2 separate regions of the Mus musculus genome follow, and region 2 is linked to region 1. Evidence: chromatin contacts called from public HiChIP or PLAC-seq data. All regions are on one chromosome and are shown on one strand. The core of a region is the stretch at or near the end of the contact, and the rest is flanking DNA. Distances in the headings are between cores, read along the strand shown. Region 1 holds the start of Fxyd2 (FXYD domain-containing ion transport regulator 2). Region 2 overlaps Dscaml1 (DS cell adhesion molecule like 1).

The links. HiChIP or PLAC-seq counts read pairs in DNA pulled down with a chosen protein or histone mark.
Region 2: a contact with region 1 is called in an H3K27ac HiChIP or PLAC-seq map of bone marrow-derived dendritic cells, with 2.4 times the contacts expected there. The contact joins the enhancer-like site here to the promoter of Fxyd2 in region 1. A contact is called at or near these places in 25 of 484 Hi-C or Micro-C datasets (the AML12 cell line, B cells, the CH12 cell line and 21 more), 1 of 115 datasets of contacts at active chromatin or transcription factors (bone marrow-derived dendritic cells) and 2 of 9 other capture datasets (embryonic stem cells and pancreatic islet).

Annotation. Positions count from the first base shown.
Region 1 is chr9:45,404,056-45,407,989 of GRCm38.p6, reverse strand. It overlaps Fxyd2 (FXYD domain-containing ion transport regulator 2), which reads right to left and starts at 1,900. Exons shown (of 6, transcript NM_007503.4): 1 at 1,824-1,900. The coding sequence starts at 1,860.
Region 2 is chr9:45,518,658-45,522,591 of GRCm38.p6, reverse strand. The region is part of intron 3 of Dscaml1 (DS cell adhesion molecule like 1); the gene reads right to left. Among named protein-coding and RNA genes, the nearest start is that of 4833428L15Rik, 89 kb to the right of the region's middle. Within about 2 kb of position 1,846, at least 8 of the 459 cell types and tissues checked have an H3K27ac peak or open chromatin away from gene starts, as enhancers often do. A contact at or near this core is called in bone marrow-derived dendritic cells, where this site is marked.

The sequences.
Region 1 (3,934 bases), core at 651-3,150:
ACCCAGTGAAGAGGGGACCTGTGAGGACGCCCTAAAGGTTACATCACATGGGCATCATGGGATCAGACGCTGGGCATCTGAATAGAAACCTGCCCTGTCTGAAGGGACCTCAGTCTCCGGAGGGCGTGGTCCTCCCCAGCTCCCAGCTCTGTATCATAACGAAGTCAGGCCAAAAAGCCAACTCCCAGGAAGCCCCCAGAGGCCTCTATTGATATAATTCCACGTCCTCGGGGAAAGGCAATGTCTGAAATAAATTAAGGCGGAAAGCAGAGCCTCTGTGTTCAAGGAACGGGAGAAGGAATCAAGGGCCCACTGGAGTCTTCGTAAGGACACAGTGGAAATGGAAGGCAGAATCAGGGCTTGACTCATCCTAGCTTCTACTCTGCTGTGTCACTGTCCTCCGGACATACTTAACGGGCAGGAGGAGCACTTAGTTTCTGTGCATTCCCGGCCAAAATGGTCTGAGCATCAGCTCGTACAACCTGAGGCACAGTTGTTATTCCCTCTCATCCACAAGAGACTGGGGCACAGAGAGGGTAAGTAAGTCACCCCACAACCACACAGCGAGTAAGGGGCAGAGCTGGGATTTGAACCCAGGCAAAGCGTCACTATGAGTCTACGTGCTAGGCTCCCTTTCAAGTGACATAGAGGAAGAAGACTTTTTCAGACCAAGCTGCCTGCCCCTGGCCCTGCCTCCTGTGGCTCCTTCACCCTGAAGGAAGCCGATATTCTGCTCTCTGCCAGCCTGAGCTCAGAGCACTTACCCTTGGATAGCTGGTAGTACAATGGCCAGCAAAGCTACAATCACACACACACACCACCCCCATTCCCCACTCCATGCCAGCTGTACTCTCTGCTGCCCTGCTGGAGCCCCTCTTGTCCGGGGCCTTTTCTAAAGGGATGAAAAAGTTAACAATTCCCAGGCAACTTTGAACTGTGCCCCTGTAGTGATCAGCCAGCCGCAGGGTCTGGTGAGTCCAGATCCCTCCAGTAGCCAGAGGGGGTCAGTGCTGGTGAACCTCAGGTATGGGTTGTTCAGAAAGGTCAAAATCTAAGGAGAAGCCACAGTGACCCAGGCTCTGCATCCATGCAGAAAGTCTTCCCACACTTCCGTCATGTTCAAGGTCAAATGGGGAGCTAGCATCAGCCTCAGCCAGATCCAAGACAGGACCCCAAACCCCACCCCACCCCCATTTCCCTTTCAGGAAGCATTTAATGAGTCCCTCTTCCACCAGTGTTCTAGGTCAGAAAACTCAACATCTATGGACCGGCAGGGGTCCTCTTGGGCTCCAGGCCTGAGTCTGTGGATTTCAAAACGCTGGGCTTTTCTTGTGACCCTAAGCCTTCTGGGGAAGGCTAAGCTAAAGGGCTGCTCCTCCCATCTCCAACCCCGGCAGCCCCTGACCACTTTGAAATCTTAGTTCTCCATCCAAGATGAGAAAGTCACACTGGGCAGGGCGTGGAAGGCTGAGGCAGGAAGAATGCAGTGAATTTTAGGTTATTCTGGGCTATATGAGTTCCAGGCCAACCTGGGCTACAGAACAACACCCTGTCACCCAGAACAAAGTCACATGTACACACACACGTACACACACACACACACACACACACACACACAAACACACAACACACATAAACACACACACTTCTGATGCTCCAACTTCTGCTATTCTGCTCTTTTTCTGTGGGGGTGGGGTTGAGGATCCCTTCTGAATGCTAATTTTCTAAGAGAGCCACTGGCTGGGGAACTCCAAGGAACAGGAGAGGGAAGGGGTCTAGCTGCCCACCAGAGCCAGTCCCAGGCAGAGTCCTGCCAGTCTCACCACTGTTCGCTGACAGATCTGATATTTCCCCAGCCATCGGGGCTTCTCCACGACGGTCTTCCTGTGGCCTCTACTATGGGGACAGTGTCTGCCGTGGCCAGGGCAGAGGTGGGGGGGCATTAAATATTAACAGTGTCAGGTAATATTTACCCCAGTCACAAGAAAGGCTGAGTGTCCCCAGAGGGGCTCTTGCTGACCCAGGCAAGGGGAGGTATGGGGGGAGCCAGAGGCAGGGAGGAGCTGCCTGAGGTCTCCAGCCCCTCCCAGAGGAAATTTCCAGAGAGCAGGGCTGGGATGGGCAGCAACAGTATTCTTCCATCAGCCGGGGAAGCCGCAGCTGGGAGTGAGATGAGGAAGTGAGAATTTCAAGATGCACTCTCGGTGAAGGGCACATGGGAAGTATAGATAGGGGTCCTGGGTCGGGATGGGGACTTCCAAGTCCCTTAGCCTCCAGAGCTTCCTGCAAGGCCCTGTGGATAGCACCGTGACAGCTTACATTCTCATGGGGCAGTCATGTCTCCCCGCCGTGTTCCTAAGGAGCCCGGCCTGGCTCCCTTCTTACCACAGTCCTGTGAATCTTGGGTCCCCAGCAGGATCAGCCTCAATAGCACTGCTGTCCCTGACAGCCTGTCCTGACTTGTTTTATTTATCCTGGTCCCGAGGCCACCACAGTTAGCCACTCACACCTCAGTCTGAAATCCTCCACCATCCCTGACTAATGTCCTATCCTGATGCCCAACACTCCCTCTTGCGGCTGTCACCATATGCTTATGACTCTTTCAGGAAGAAGCTCAGCTTGATCTTAGGGCTTACAAAGCATTTTCTAGCTGTTGTCTCCCTTTTGCTTTAGTTCCTCTCTTGACATGAGCTATCTGAGGTATGGAGAAGCTGAGGCCCAAGGTCAAACATCCAGTGAGAGTTGAAGACAAATAATGGCTATCCTTTGAGATCCAGGGCTCAAATGCTATGGCCATACCCACCCACCCACCCCCAGCCTGTCCTGCACTCACTGTAACCATCCCCTTGGTAACTATGGTGTGGATTCTGTAAGACCACAGTCTTCTTTGGGTTCCAGATGGTCGACTTGGCCTCCAAGAAGCTAATATCCAACACTAGCAGATGATATATAAATAGATACACAGGTGATAGGTAAACAAGAAATAGATGATAGATAGATAGATAGATAGATAGATAGATAGATAGATACATACATACATACATACATACATACATACATACCTGCATGCATACCTGCATGCATACAAGCTATATAAGTGATAGGTTGATGGAGAAATGATACCAAGATGGATAATAGATTTATGGATAGATGGATAGATGATAGATAGATAGATAGATAGATAGATAGATAGATAGATAGATAGATAGAGATAGATGGATGAGTGCATGCATAATACATATATATACACATACATAGCTACATACATACAGGCATACATATATACATATGCGCATGCATACATACAAACTACATAGAGGATAGCTAGATCTATAAAGGATTTATGAATGGATAGGTGATAGACAGACAGACAGACAGATATTTGCTCCCCTGGTGCAGTCAGTCCTTCTGAGAGGAAGGGCTCCATCTGTAGGTGCCCCTCCATCAATGTCAGGACACTGGCACTCACCACTTGCCTTTGTCATTTGCTTACCTTTCCATTGCCGATTTGTTTATCTCTCCATGTCTATCTTGTCATCTATACAGTGGGCAGGGCACAGGACTCTGGGAGGTTGTGGGGACTGAGATAGGCACTTCAGAATATGGCCTAGGACAGTGGTGGGTACCATTGTTTCTGTACTGCTTGATAAATGGCAGGCATTAGCCTTTTGTTTGCTGGTACCATCGGAGAGCCAGCCACTCCCTGCTAAGTGGTAAGAGCAGAGACCAGCCCTGGCTGGATGGCTTAAAAGCACTCACGCAGCTCTCCCGAGCTTCCGGAGCCCAGCAACACACACTCACACAGAAGGACAGCAGCCCCGCCCTGTGAGAGTCTGCCCCCACACGCCAGGCTCTCAGCACTCACGGCCCCCATCTAATAATCTCCAGTAGTTCCATTTGACAGGTGAAGAAACTAAGGCTGAACATTTGCTTC
Region 2 (3,934 bases), core at 597-3,096, 110 kb before region 1:
TTTTGAAGTTGGACTCAATACACTTTGCATTATGATATGGCAACAGTCCTAGCGGGGCCAAGGAGTACATACAATGTGGTGACTTGAATGAGATGTTCCCCATAGGTCTTAGGCTTTTGAATACGTGGTTCCCAGTCAGTGACACTATTTGGGGACATTTAGGAGGTGTGGCCTTACTGAAGGAAAGGTATCCCTGGAGTCAGGATTCAAGGTCAGCTCTTTCAGCTTCCCGTTGAACCTGCCTCAGACATCTCTCTATCAGATTGGACCACACAGCTTTCTCCTACATGCCAACAAAACCTTTCCACGCAGAGCCCCTTGAGTATGACTGTGTTCCCAACACCCCGGTGACCATGAGGGCAATTCCATTACCCGCCCAGAAAAGCTGCAGCTCCAATCATAGGGTCAATACCAGGTCCGGTGCAGGACACGTGAGGCCAGCTAGTGATGGACTGGTCTGCTTTGCTCTGTCAATCACTAATACTCATTAAAAAAGAAAAAAACAAACAGGATTCTAAGACATATGTAAGAGGAGCCATGATTGACATGAGTCCTTGTCAAATGTTCCTTCTGCCCGCCCTTCTGTACAATGTACTGGCAATGGCACATATCAGAAAGTTCCTGCCAGGGGTGGCCCTTTAAAAGACACTGGCGTTCCTTAAACATGGTATACCTTCTTTTCTCTCTTTAAATGATGTGAAACTGAAAAGAGAGAGGGGAGAGCTTGGGGATGGGGTGGCGATGGTGCGGAAGATGCCTGGGTGCTGAGGAATGATGCCAACCTGGGTAACAACATCCCCTGGAGAAAAAACAATCATGAGAGACAAATGGGCTTTGATAGCTCGCTCATGGTCAATTAAAAATCCCAATTAACACTTCTGAGAAATAGTTCAATATTTGTCAGTGAGGGTAGGGTGCGTGGAGATGCATGTGGAGGCAGGACGGAGAGGATGCTGGGAAGCTATGGGAAGATACCCTCCTCAACCCGCTTCAACAAAACCAGCAGCGGCCAGGTGGGGAAGGGACCTGGCCCTTGACTCTTCCCACGTTCAAGTTAATCCCTGCACTTTCAAACCAGTCTCTTGGAGGCAGCTCGGCCCCTTTGGCATGCTGCTTACTCCCTCTCTTCTGCCACTCCTCGTTTATCCCCCACAGGGACCTGGTCCTACATGCAGCTTCGGTGTCTGGCTCGAAGAAGTCATCGCCTTCCTACCCTCAGTCCCAGTGACCTGAGTGTTCCAGGCAGACTGTCATTCATGCCCACAGCAAACACTTGTCCAGCATCATAAACTCCCACATCATAAACTTCTGTGTCCTGCTCCCCATGGACAGTCCCGTGGACTAAACCACTTTGTACAGACCCTGGCTCCGCATCCTTCTCCCAACACCTTGGCTAGGCCCTAAGCACATCCTGTTTGGCTTGCTTCTTTCTTTTCTGGTTCCCCAAGTGACTCTCCTCTCCCTTGCAATACCAATGTCCCTAAAATGCAAGCAGGATCCTACTGACGCCCTGCCCAGGAGAAGCCAGTGGTGCTGTTAGATGTTCAGACAGTCCCCTATTTTTCCTCTTTTCATCATCTCTCTTCTTGGATTCAGGATATCTCTTGTTGGTATGGAACTCACCAAGTAGGTTAAGCTGCCAAGGAATGGATGATCTCGCCCTGGGATAGGTTTGTTGGTCAGTGAGCCTCGGGGATCATCTTGTCAGTGCTAGGGTTATAAGTGAATGCTACCATATCAGGCATTTTTACATAGGTTCTGGAGACCAAACTCAAGCCTCATGCATTTGCTGACTGAGCTGTATCCCCAGTGCCTAGATGACCTTTTGTGAATCTAGCTGTCCCCATAGCCCACACTTCCTCATACCAGTCTCTGGATTCCCTTAGAGCATAGCACTCTCACAGTGGGCCTCCACTGCTGAACATTCTCTTGGTTTTCCTGCTAGTAAACAGCTGCCCTTCTTTCAGAAGTTACCTGGAACCCCTCCTACCCTAGGAAGCCCTCTTAGGCTGCTGGTCCTCTCTACCTTGATTTGGGTCATTTTCTGTGTGTTCTGTGTGCTTGTTTACAGCATACAGTCCCCCTCATTACACCATAGCATTGAAGCTTGAAGGCGAAGCCCCTGTCTTCTGTCTATCTCCTGACACACAGTAGATTTTTGTTGTAGATTTGCTGCATGCATGAGTGTTCAATACAGCTTTAAAGACTTTGAGTAATTGTCAAGTTTTTGTGACTCAGACAGCACTTCCCATTGGGTTTCATTATAAAACCAGAGGTGTTTTATTTTCATTTTAACAGTTGGCATCTTATCACTGGTCTTAATTCTTTATGTGTTTTCCCTTAAATCAACCCCAGAATGGTGTAGAAGCCCATCGTTAAAGGGTGCTTTTGACTAACCCCTATTGTAAAACAGGAGGCCTCTCTGGAATGCAAATAACCATCTCCTAATTTGGCTACTTGTAAGTTGGAATTTGAAGGTTTCTTAAATTAGCAGTGCAAACTTGCAGTTTCTCTGGAAATGGCATGACGGTTGTAGCTCAGAACTTGAAGGCGCAGAGAGAAGGGCTCAGAATCTGGAGCAAGAGGCAGATCTATGGCCACTGGGAACGGAAGTCAGGCAGTACAGAATGCAAGAGCCCCAGTGTGCAGCGATGCCTGTGAAGGCTCACAGCTCAGCTTCCAGCTCTGAGTCACTCCTGGGCTTTTTCATCGCAGCCTTCACTAGGTGACCTGTACCACCTCATGTTCTGGCTAAGAGGGGCTACAAAGATTACTCTTTTTCTTCCTTGGGTTATTTCGCCACTCCTACCCCCGACTATTCAGATCTCTGTCTGGTCTTTGCTTTGGACTCCACCTGACACCCTCTCCTGGTTCCACACTCTTGGATTCTGACCTGGGAGACACTGTTTATTAAACAGCAGGGAAATATTAACACCAAACAAACTAACTACTTCTGAGGTTGCTAGGTTTTGGGTCCCAGGAACCTTGGTTTCCAAGTGACTAAGGAGGATTTTAGCTCTATTTGCTTGACTTATCAAAACTCAAAATAGGAATCTTCACCTACTCCTGATATTCTGGAAAACCTGGAAGCAAGGTTTCCCTTCTGGTCAGGACAATACCAGGCAGATGAGTGGAAGAAGTAAGTTGTTTGCCCCCGAGGACTGTGGTACCCTGAGATTCAGAGACTTATACCCGGAAAAGTCCTCAGTGCCCAGCCCAGAATCGTGCACGTTGCGTCAGTCTGAGACCCACTGCAAGGGAAGAGGAGCAGCTACAACACTGTGAGAATCTTGACCTCTGCCATCCCAATCCTGCAGGGGCAGGCACTGGGCCCACCCTGGCCAGCTCTGCTCTGGCACTGTCCGGTTTCTTCCTCATTAAGCAATGCTATCCCTGTTCTGCATCCAGGACATTGAGACTCAGAATACTAGGTAACTTGTCTAAAAATCACAAAACACTGTCCAGATCCATTCACGCTCTTAACATCTGTGTGGAAAAGAGAAGGTGAGATGGACCGGGAAATGGGTGGGAAAGAGGGAGAGAGGGAGGGGAGGCAGGAAGGGAAAAGAAGGAGAGATAAAGAGATAGATAGATAGATAGATAGATAGATAGAGAGAGACAGAGACAGAGAGAGATAAATAGAGATAGAGTCAGAGGGAGGGAGTGGGGAAGGCAGGTAACCATCTAGGAACAAGATGGCAATAAAATGAGAGGGAGAGAGAAGAGAGGGGAGAGAGAGAGAGAGAGAGATATGATTATCATTCCTTAGACTTCTTCCCTATAAACGTAAAAGGCCCTCACATAGCTGTTCTCTTTTCTTTCTAGAACCCAACATGGTAGCCATTTCCTGACTGCCATCTTACCTTTTCGGCTTCCTCAGACATACCCTTTGCTTAAGACCATTTCTTAAAAGACAGGTGGCAATATTCATCAG